Linked DNA regions of Mus musculus: regions 2, 3 and 4 are each linked to region 1. A link is a contact called in public Hi-C, HiChIP or PLAC-seq and Micro-C data. All regions are on one chromosome and are shown on one strand. The core of a region is the stretch at or near the end of the contact, and the rest is flanking DNA. Distances in the headings are between cores, read along the strand shown.

What was found. A called contact is a pair of places that touch in the nucleus more often than the background predicts. HiChIP or PLAC-seq counts read pairs in DNA pulled down with a chosen protein or histone mark.
Region 2: a Micro-C map of embryonic stem cells shows a contact between it and region 1, with 5 times the contacts expected there. The contact joins the promoter of Plpp1 here to the enhancer-like site in region 1. A contact is called at or near these places in 2 of 484 Hi-C or Micro-C datasets (both in embryonic stem cells) and 1 of 115 datasets of contacts at active chromatin or transcription factors (memory CD8 T cells).
Region 3: an H3K27ac HiChIP or PLAC-seq map of embryonic stem cells shows a contact between it and region 1, with 5 read pairs. The contact joins two enhancer-like sites.
Region 4: a contact with region 1 is called in a Hi-C map of B cells, with 1.8 times the contacts expected there. The contact joins two enhancer-like sites. A contact is called at or near these places in 1 of 484 Hi-C or Micro-C datasets (B cells) and 1 of 115 datasets of contacts at active chromatin or transcription factors (embryonic limb bud).

Annotation. Positions count from the first base shown.
Region 1 is chr13:112,438,772-112,441,471 of GRCm38.p6, forward strand. No RefSeq gene overlaps it. Among named protein-coding and RNA genes, the nearest start is that of Il6st, 24 kb to the right of the region's middle. Within about 2 kb of position 1,355, at least 185 of the 459 cell types and tissues checked have an H3K27ac peak or open chromatin away from gene starts, as enhancers often do. A contact at or near this core is called in B cells, embryonic stem cells and memory CD8 T cells, where this site is marked.
Region 2 is chr13:112,799,483-112,802,182 of GRCm38.p6, forward strand. Plpp1 (phospholipid phosphatase 1) reads left to right here and starts at 1,295. Exons shown (of 6, transcript NM_008903.2): 1 at 1,295-1,784. The coding sequence starts at 1,727.
Region 3 is chr13:112,758,359-112,761,058 of GRCm38.p6, forward strand. No RefSeq gene overlaps it. Among named protein-coding and RNA genes, the nearest start is that of Gm41067, 8.9 kb to the right of the region's middle. Within about 2 kb of position 1,348, at least 81 of the 459 cell types and tissues checked have an H3K27ac peak or open chromatin away from gene starts, as enhancers often do. A contact at or near this core is called in embryonic stem cells, where this site is marked.
Region 4 is chr13:111,934,693-111,937,392 of GRCm38.p6, forward strand. No RefSeq gene overlaps it. Among named protein-coding and RNA genes, the nearest start is that of Gm15322, 59 kb to the right of the region's middle. Within about 2 kb of position 1,434, at least 164 of the 459 cell types and tissues checked have an H3K27ac peak or open chromatin away from gene starts, as enhancers often do. A contact at or near this core is called in B cells, where this site is marked.

The sequences.
Region 1 (2,700 bases), core at 105-2,604:
GATTCGGCATGAACAAACCTCAGTACCTTCTTTTATGACCGTGGTCTTCTAGAAAATTCTCACTTGATCCTAAAAGTAAACTAGATATTTCTCCAAGTGTCTGTTATCTAGGTTTTTTAAGGCTTTCTCTCTAAAAGTCATGTGCTACCAGATGAGAGAAATAAGTGCTCTTTACCACCACCATGCTAGGGATGGCAGCCTTGGCCGAACCCAAACTTCTAACCAACCCTATCAAACTTCAAACGTCAGGCTTGCAAGTCAAGTCATCCTGGATTGTCCAGCCCTGCCTGTCCTGCTGATGGATACCAGGAAAAGTTTATCAGATCGTTAATTGCTAGGAGGGCCCAGCGCACCAAATTCCATGGGCATGTGGTCGTTGGCTGTATAAGAAAGCCAGCTAAGCATGCGCCTGAGAGATCCAGCCAGCAAGCACTTTTTGTCCACGTTTCAAGTTTCTACTTGAGTCCTCTTCCTGACTCCCCAAAAGGATGGGCTGTAACCTGTAAGCAGAAATGCATCCTCCCCGCCCCCACCCCACCCCCACTGAATTGCTTTGAATCAGAATGCTGTCTCATAGCAACCGAAAGAAAACCAGAGTTAACAGTCTAAAACAGGAATTTTTGTGACCTCCATGTGTGGTTCCAGGGATTCAGGAATTCAGAAGGAAGCAACAATTCCAACCACTCTAGAGTCGCCATCCCCGAAGGCAAAGAGACTTACTAAGTGGGCAGATAACCGAGATTATCATAGATGATTGCAAATTCCCTGAAGAAAAGAAACAGGATGTGCTGAGAGCGGCCAGGATCAAGATACAGATAACAGAAAGGAAGCCTGGGTGCCACCAGCTGCACACACGTGCTAAGAGAGAGGGAAAGAGGAAACTGCAATCTAGAAGCCCCCGGGGTTGAAGCGCTCTTGCTATGTTATAGGGAAGGGAAACGCACGAGCCTGGAAGAAATAACAAAGAATCAGTAGAAGAGGGAGTGGAAAGGACAGACTCCAGGCCAGGCAGAGCTGGAGTTTTATTCCAACTACTAGAGTTCTGAAAGTCTTCATTAAAGAAGTGCATCCCGGTTTACATTAAACATTAATCTGCGAACTTAATAGAAGAGGAAGCGGCATTCAGGAAGCTATTAGAAGAGCCGTTAGTGAGAGTTGCTGTGGATAACAGGGAAGATGGAGAAGTCACGGTCTGACTTCTCAGAGAGATGAATAAGTTCTCACTGGGGTGAGCCGCTACTTTGCAACTTTTCTCTCCCAAATAGAGGATGTGGGCGTGGCCCTTGCCCCAGTAAGCGAGGAGGGGGCGTGGCCCTTGCCCCAGTAAGTGAGGAGGGGGCGTGGCCCTTGCCCCAGTAAGTGCTGAGGAAGACAAAGACGGTGGCTTAGGCAGAGAGAAGGGGAACTGGGTGAGCAAAGGTGGCAGATCACTGACCACAAAAAATCAGTTCAGCCCACAGCTATCTTGGGCAAGCTCCTGGCCGGGGACCAGGACAGAAGAAACAGTGCAGCCCCAGGCATTTCCTTCAGCCCTTCCCAGATAGGCAACAACTCCTACTCCGCCCTCCTTTGTCTCAGCCTTTACATTGGTTAACTCTTTTTGTTGAAGGATCCAGAGGGGAATGAGTGATTTTGCATTTTTTATGCATTTCAGCAACAACCAGTATCCCCGGAACAGAAATGAGATAGAACGGTTTGGAAGAGTTTAGATCACTACCAGGTTATCCAGATTATCCACTTAGAAAACCCAGCCGCTCCAGTTATAAAGCTTTTGGTAATACAAAGAAAGTTACACAGTACACAGTAATACAAAATATGCAGTAACTAATACGTGTATCATATATGAGTGTTTTAGTTAGGGTTCTATTGCTGTAAAGAGAGCTCATGGCCACGGCAACTCTTATAAAGAAAAGCATTCAACTGGGTCTGGCTTTTAGTTCCGAGTTTAGGCCACTATCATCGTGGCGGGAAGCACGGTGACAGACGTGGTGCTGGAGGAGTTGAGAATTCTACATCTGAATCCACAGGCAGTAGGAAAAGACAATGAACCACTCGGCCTGCCTTAAACTTCTAAGGTCTCAAAGCCCACCCCCCAGTGACACATTTCCTCTAACAAAGCTATACCTACTTCAACAAGGCTACACCTAATAGTGTCTCTCCCTATGAGCCTGTGGGGGCCATTTTTGTTAGCATTCCTTCTAGGCTTTGCCCTACAGTTACTGGGCAACAGTCAGGTGTGTCTGACTCACTATAAAACCGGCTGTTTGTCTCCTCCTCACTCGTCCTCTCTTCCCTGTCCCTACTCCCTTTCTCTCCCCTTCCCATCCCCCCGCCCCCCTGTGCCTCCCCCCCCCCCATTTCTACTCCTCTTCAACTCCCCTTCTCATGCCCTAACTAAACTCTATTCCATACTCTATTCCATACTCTATCCACCGTATTTCTAGTCCCTCAGAGGAAAGAGTTGTCTTAGCATGGACCCCCAGAGGCACCCCCTTCCACCTCACCATACCTAGCTTCTACCAAACATGTCCTGGCTCGCTCTTGCTCTTCCTTCCTTCCTTCCTTCCTTCCTTCCTTTCTTTCTTTCTTTCTTTCTTTCTTTCTTTCTTTCTTTCTTTCTTTCTTTCTTATTAAACACAACATTTTTTATTTATACCACCTCAATCAGAAAAGTTGTATGATACAGAAGAAATACTCATT
Region 2 (2,700 bases), core at 45-2,544, 360 kb after region 1:
AGAAACAATTAAAATAAGTTGAAATTTAAAAATCCATATATCTTTAAAATAAGAATATACTTTTACAAATACACATTTTTATGGCTTATAGTTGCACTTGGAAACACATCTGACTCCCCTTGGGAAGTAGCATCTTTCCACTCACTGGTCTTTTGGGATGCTTGGCAGGAAATACCTGAGAAAACAGAAGGCACATTCTGTGATTTGTATTTTACATCTTCCTATAAGAAGAAAAACCCCAGGGGTGCTGGCTCATGCCTGTAACGCCTTGGGAGGTAGATGCAGGAGTTAAGACCATTTTCGGCTACACAGCCGAATGTGAGGCCTGCCTGGGCTAAAGGAGTCTCTGTCAAAAAAAAAAAAAAAAAAAAAGTCTTGAGCAAGGAGGAAACCATGTATTGTTAAGATTGGTAGTGGTGGTTTAACTCTTTATAAAGCAATTGTCACATTATCTTCTCTGAGTCTCACCACTTCCTCTTAATTAGAATAGACAGCGGGGATCATTGAGATCCTCTTTTTACACATTTGGAAACTGAGATTACTAAATGTGTTCTGGAGGCCTCCTGGGAATGGGTACGGGGACTGCCACTATTGAATCATTGATATTTCTTAAGACATAGTTAACTCTATTGTTTGTGTGAGCATGGCTGAAGCTGCGCTACTGATCAAAAATAAGGCCCCTCCGTGCTAAAGCCAGAGCTCTACCATTGAACAAGTCTCCAAACTCCTCCCAAGTGAAGTCCCAACGAAGTCTATTGCAGTAGGAGACATGACTTGCAGTTAGCGGAAACTGAGCTGGAGATTCGAAGTCAGTGAACAGAACATGACTAAGAAGACATTAATGGCAGGGGTATTCTTGCTAAGGGTAGACTGCGGATTTACGTACACCAAAGGCGGGAGGGTTCAGATATTAAGTATTAGAATATCAAGAATGACCAGAGGGCAAGAAGGATTCTTGCTAGAATGAAGCTCAGCTACGACCAACAGGAAGGCCAAGGTGCAGGCCCCTCACAGAAAGGGGCTTAGAGGTAACTCATTTAAACAGTTTGGAGGGAGAGCCCATGGGAGGAGAAGGATGGCGGGCAGCAGGAGCTATGGAATGGTGTATCGGGGTCTGGCTCTCCTTTAAAGGAAGCATCGCCTAGCACTAAAGGGCTGAATGGACTAAAGAGAGGACTCCCAATCCCTGCAATTGGCCCCGCCCCGTTAACCAGCTTCCAGATTCGGGGCGGGCTCCGCAAGTCGGCGGGGCGGGGCCGATGGCGCTGATTGGCTGTCTGCGCTGGCCTGGGTTTCGTCCCCGCGCGCTGCAGCCGGCGAGACCGCGCACTGGCCGGAGCGGCGCGCCTGGGGCGGGAGGAGCGGTGTTCCTCCAGTCCTCATCCTTAGAGCTCGCCCGGCCTGTTGGAGAGGGCACAGGGCAGCGGAGGGCGATTGGCCGCGACGAGCCAGCACTGAGAGAGCAGGCGCCTGAGGCGACAGATCGGCGGCCACTGGCCCAGTACCGGGTCCGTGAAGGGAAAAGTCCGGGACACGATTGCCCTCGGTGGCAGGGCGGCCCAATCCAAACTGCCCTGGTCCCTGCTCCCGTCAGTCTAAGAGGCTCGCAGTCGCTTGGGGCGGCCGCCATCCCGAGGGCGGGGCTCTGGGAATTGGGTATCTGGACCGCCGCGGTCTGTTCCTCCCGCCACTCGCACCAGGTGGTGACACCATCCAGCCGGTGACCATGTTCGACAAGACGCGGCTGCCGTACGTGGCCCTCGATGTGATTTGCGTGTTGCTGGGTACGTAGGCGCCGCGGCCCGGGGGTCTTCCAGGCGGAGCCGCGCACCGGTGTGGGGTGGGTGTGCCCGGCGTGCGCGCGCGCGCGTGCGCCGGTGGCTGCGGAGAGAGTTGTGGGGAGCCGTTTGCGCAGCTCGGGGGGCCGGGGCTGGGTGGGGGTGGGGGTGATCCCCGCTTCTGCATCCAACACTCTGGCTCCAGCGTGGGCTCTCCCTGCCTGTCTGCCGGTGCGCTGAGTCTAGCCCTGCTTGGCCTCTGTTCTCGCCTGTGCTGTTACCCTCTGTTTCCCGGCCCACTCTAACAGGCAGGGTGGGCTCCTCCCTCTGCACCGTGCAGAGAATCCTGGTCTCTGGCTCATCAGGTTCTGCAGCGAAGCTGGAGGTTCGGTACACTCGGACTTTTCCCTCCCTGGGAACAGGCAGGCAGGCAGGCAGGCAGGCTTCAGTGCCCAGCTTATCATAACTTGGTGAGAAGCACTTGAAAGTTTTCTTCGTCTATAAAAGGTTTAGAACGTTCCTAATTAGAAGGCGTCGTCAGGTTGTAAATTGTCAGGTTGCAGGAGCGATGGAGATGGCCAGGTTTCTGCCTGATGAGGTCTGAAGAAGCTTGCTTTTCCCCATCCCATCCCGTAGAAGTCCTGCTATTGGCTTATAGCGCAGCCCTTGCCTTGGTGTGCCTGTCTCCTGTGACAGCCTGGCACGGAGCGCCTTTAGCTTCTTTAATTTCTTTAGCTACAGCAAAGTTAAGGTTATTTCCCTGGTGGAAGACTTCAATTCTGGGGTCTTTCGTCTCCAGATGTTTTTTTTTGTTTTGTTTTGTTTCTCCTTCAGGAGAAACAAAAACAAAACTTCCCAAACCTCCAAAACTAGAGTCATCTTGTCAAGGGATAGGCATGGAAGGGGTAGCTTTCACTTTTTT
Region 3 (2,700 bases), core at 98-2,597, 320 kb after region 1:
CTGGTCTCTCTTAAAAAATAGTTTCTGGCAGCCCAGTGTCCTCAGCAGGCCCAGACATGTCTAAGCCCCAGTAGGGGATGACTTAGACTTAGGCAAAAGCCGGTGCTATGTGGCTTTCAATTGTAAAGTTACTGCGGTTTTTCTACCCATGGGTCTGAATGCTTTCTAAAACTACAGATAGTTTTGGTGACATGAGTTATTCAATCTGAAGTTGATCTTGCTCGTCACTGTGAGCTCTAGGGTATCAGTGATTGACAGATTGGTGAGCTCAGTCCTCCTCAGCATTCTTGTTCACCTCAAATAACTTTCCTCACATTGACTTTTATACTACAATGTGGAGGCCTCAGCCCACACCCACTGCTGCTGGGAATGGAAAAAGCTGTAGCCACTTTGGCAATCATTCTGACAGTTTCTCAAAAAGCTAAACAGAGAAACCACGCAGCCCCGCATTTCTACTCCTAGGTATCCCAAGAGCATTGGAAAATGTGCATTTGCACAAGTCCTGGTCTACAGATCCTCACAGTGGCATCCTGCAGCATCATAGTCCCAATGCGGAAACAAGTCAAATGTCCCTCGGCTTTGACAAACAAAATGGGAAGGAGCCATGGCATGGAGTACGGTTGAACCATTTAAAAGAATAAAATACTGGTGCATGCTACAACTGGCTGACCCTTGAGAAATATCAGCCCAAGTGAAAGAAGCCAGACACACCAAGCCACAGGCTGTAAAACTTCATTTATTTGAAAATGTTCAGAACAGGCAAATTTAGAGAGACAGAAAACAGACGGCCTGAGTCTGGGAGGAGAGGCAAATGGGGGGAGGGCTGCCAACAGGGAGTGTTTCTTTTGGGAACAATGCAAATCTCCTGAAATTATAGGCAATACGAAGGACTCAGCCGAATTTATAAGCATACTAAAACAAACAAACAAACAAACAAACAAACAAACAAAGGGAGGGATCAAACACAAAGCCTTGTACCAGCATTGAGTGACTTTCCTCTGGGATACAGCCCCAGCTCTGGACCGTACATTTTAAAGGGATAGATGGTAACGTTAAGGGGGTGAGGGTGGGTGGGGGAAGGCCCATACTTTGTACTAGCAATGAATGTACAATAAAAGGCAGAGGGGATTGAACCAGGTTGCTCTGGTGTTGGTATTTAGGAAGCGGAGGCTGGAAGGTCAGGAACTCAAGGTCACCCTTAGCTACTCAGTGAGTTCGGAAACAGCCTGGATACACGTGACTCTGTGTCAAAAAAACCGCCGAAAGCACTGGTAAGGGGCCCACACTCTTATAAGCAACTCCACTGAAATGCATGGGCCACCCTCCCAAAGGGCGTGAAGGTAGAAGGGAACCAGAGGGGCGAAAAGAAAAAGATCACTAGGGAGACTGGGAGAGATGATAAAAATATACTATTAACACGTGTGGAAATGTCATAGTGGAACCCCATTACTTGCATAATCGATATACACTAATACATTTCAGTTGCTAGGGATTTAGCTCAGTTGGTAGAGTATTTGTCTAGCACACAAAGCCCTGGGTTTTGTCCTCGCCTGAAGCTTCAAGCCGGGAGGTGGAGGAAACAGAAGGTTTGGTCACTGTGCACCCACCTCAAAGATAAGGGTGATCGGTGACTCATAAAGAGCAGTCAAGGCAGTGTTTGAAAAGGTCTCTGCTTAGGAGAGACACAGACTCTGCAGAGAAAAAACAAACAAACAAAAAAACAAAAAAACCCAACTTCAGCAGCCAGGGCTCAAGGAAATCTGTCTGGAGTCAACAGCTTCAGAAATTGAACAGCCCTGTTCCACAGCTCCGAAGCTGAGCCAGAGTGGGGTGGGTGGGGGACGAGGCTGAGGGGTAAGTGGGGGGTGGGATTTGGGAGGGCAGCTTGGCAGGGAGAGGATGCAGAGTGCTCTAGGAACCGAAGCAGTGCGGGGATGTGATGCGGAGAGAATACGGGATGTGGCCCAGATCTACTTGGCATGAGCCGAGTCCAGACTGTGTTGGTTAAGATCTCAGCCCTTTACGGGAATTCCCTCTTTGAACTTCAATTAGTGTCAGAGTATTTTCATCTACAAGTAACGGAGACTGACTCCCACGGACTCAGAGACAGGGCTACCTGGGTTTGTAAGATAGAATGTTTAGAGGTGGACTGAAATGGAGAGTGAGGAGTCTCTGCCTTTATATGGTGTTTCTCTCTCTCTCTCTCTCTCTCTCTCTCTCTCTCTCTCTCTCTCTCTCTCTCTCCTTCTCTCTGAGGCATGTACCCTTGAGGCCACATGACCTAGGGCAAGCTGCTTCCTTGTCCCTTTTCTGACAAATAAGATACCTACTTCCTGTTTCTGGATGTTTCCAACACCCTTCCTGTGATGTCTCACTGACACTAATTTCTGGCTGACCCCTGCACAGAGAGGGCTGGTGGCCCAGTGTGGGGACCTTCTTTCTATACTGTGGAGTCACTCGTGGGAGCCACCACACAGTGGATCTAAGCAGAGTTAGCTGCCTGGGGCTGCCTGGGTCAGCACCTGCTTTGAGGTTTGTCTCCCGCCTGGGCATGTAAAAATAGGTCCGAGTCCAACTTCAAAGTACAGGTTACCACTGCGGCTTCCCTGACAACTGGCACCAACTTCCTAAAAAAACGATCTTAGTTAGAACTTCTTTCTGTCCTCAGACTTCCTAGATTTTCCTCACAACTACCGTACG
Region 4 (2,700 bases), core at 184-2,683, 500 kb before region 1:
TAAGCAAATTGGGAGAGAACCAAGAATGTGTTTGAGATCTTAAGAAGAAGTGATCACACACACAAAACAAATCAATAATTTAGGGATATATCTATTGGGCTAATTGAGAAGCAAGTATAGGAAAATATATGCTTGTAATCTGTCCTTGGGTAGTCGATATACTAACTCTTAGAGTGGTTATAAAAATATACACTCTGATTACATTTGGAATTAAATTTAAAATGTCTTTACTGGGTTGTGTCAATTGAAATTATATCAAAACCCTGTCTCGAAAAAAAAAAAAAAAAAAAGAAAGAAAGAAAGAAAGAAAGAAAGAAAGAAAGAAATAAATTATATCAAAAATGTTGGCAACCAGAGAGCAGAGGCAGAGAGGCTCAAGGGCGAGTTCTGGCTGCAGAGAACTTGTTTTTACCCTTGAGGGCTGGGCATAGAGTGATTAATCATCATAGGATATCAGATATATCCCCTGTCTCATTCAATAAGAAAGAGGCCAATAGTCGAGAAAGAGATGGGGTGGAGAAAGGGTGGTATGGATGGATCAGGAACTTATTATTGCGTATGTTTCCTCAGTGTTTTGTCAAGAGCACCCAGTGCTCACCAATTCTACAGTCTACTCTTCTGACTCCATTGCACCGTTCAATCCATCTGAAGAATAGTAGTCTATGAGTTTTGACATAGATTGTGTGACACAAACACACCCAGGTACAATGTATACTGTCAACTATGCCTTTTCCTAAGTAATTCCTGCTCCTACCACACTCTCAGAGGCAATCTACAGCTATTCCTGTGAGAGTGGGTAAGCATGTTTGTGTCTTACCATTGGTTAATTTTGCCTGTCTAGGCATTTCATGTTATAATCATAAAACATGCACTCTCCTGTAGAAAAAGTTCCCTTCACTTGGCTTAGTATTTTTGAGATGTCTGATTTTGAAAAGTTGAAAAAATATCCCTTAGTCTTTGGCGATTCTTGGGTTAGCATCAGGAATGCTGGGTAATGGTGGCGCGCCTTTAAACCCAGCACTCAGGGGGCAGAGGCAGGTGGATCTCTGAGTTCAAAGTCAGCCTGGTCTACAGAGTGAGTTCCAGGACAGTCAGGGCAATACAGAACCCTGTCTCCAAAATCCAAAAATCAATCAGTCAGTCAGTCAGTCAGTCAGTCAGTCAGTCTGCCTGCCTCCTGCCTGCCTACCTGCCTATCTATTTTTTTTTTTAAACTGAAGTGGTGAGGGTAATGGGGAGAGGAGAGGAAGTGGATCCTAAGTATAGAAACTCGGGCCTCTTAATTTTCTGATGCAAAACTGAGGACTGGTTCTTGTCAAGGTCATGCAGGTTGAGCTGAAACTGGAACCCAGATCTCCTGACCCACTCTTGGAACAGTGAGCCAGGCAGCTGAGCGAGGTGGTTGTTTTGAGCCGATGCCATGTGAGACTAGAGAGTTTCGACAGAGCTTTGCTTAGAGGATGTGAAACTACACTAACCTCATGTGACAAGAGAACCTTGGAGGCCTTGGTGTGGGGCCAGGAGAGGAAGTCTGCATGGCTTCTGGTTACCAACTCCACCTCTGAACCCACTGGCCTGGGGTGACTTATGGCGAACCTTCTCATTTGCAATAAAACCAGACATGGGGCAGGGAAAGCTTTTCTACGGCAGCGTGCAGAAGGCAGGGCACTGCTAAAAAAAGGTAGGTGGGCGTGGCCTCTAAAAGGCACCTTCAGCCACATGCGTGCTCCTCCCAGAGCAGGGGGATCTGGAGCTGCAAACAAATCCCTAGGGAGGGAGAGATGCTGTGGTTACAGACACAGCCTTTGTGTCTTGTATGCATGTTCCAATTCAGCCCCAGATGACAATGACCTGGTAGTTCCTGCCTGCCAGCTGTTGGCTGGCCTCTGTGAAAGTCCCCAATGTTTGGGCCAATGCCTCGTGGGCAGGTATCCATATCATGAGGCCAACTGGCACTGTTGGCACCTTTGTTGGTCAAATGAGCACAGTGACTTGGGACAGAGGTGGCTGATCCACCCTCCCTACCAGCTGGCTGGTGGGAGCCTGTGGGCAGGTGCCCTGGGGAGAAAAGGGTTCCAGTTGCCATGGTAACTGTTCAAAAAAGGAGGTTCCCTCCTCAAGGCCAGTTTGGTGTCTTTTCTGCAGGGGAAGAAATGGATCTGTGGCAGCCAGGCCGGCCGTGTATATCAATTCGTGCCTCATCTGTTTGGAATCTTTACTTCTAATTGGACCTATTATTAGTGTCTGGGAGAGAATCTGAGGGCTGGTGGATCTGTTGAGAGATGTCATTATAGCAAAGACTAGGTCACCAGAGAAGTCCCAGAAGAATCATTCCCGTGTATACCAAGCAGAGCTGGACAAAGAATTCCAAAGGCTTTTTTTTTTTTTTTTTTTTTTTTTAAAGGCAGACTTGCAGGTTGGACGAGTTCTCTGGGCTATTCCGGGATATGGAGATTAGCACTGACTGAGGCCTTCACCCTAGATGTCCTTTGGCCAAACTGTCCTGGGCACAGGGGTGAAGGGACCCTGGTCAGCTTGCTGGGCCTGGCTAGTTTCCCACAGTGAATGCATTGTAAAGAACCAAGCATTCTCGTCGATGCTGTCTCTTCTGTAAAGGTTTCACGTATGCCTTTACCTTGGACGGACGTTTCTGGCTTTGATCAGAAAGTCCAACTCCTTCATCTTACTACTTCTGCATCT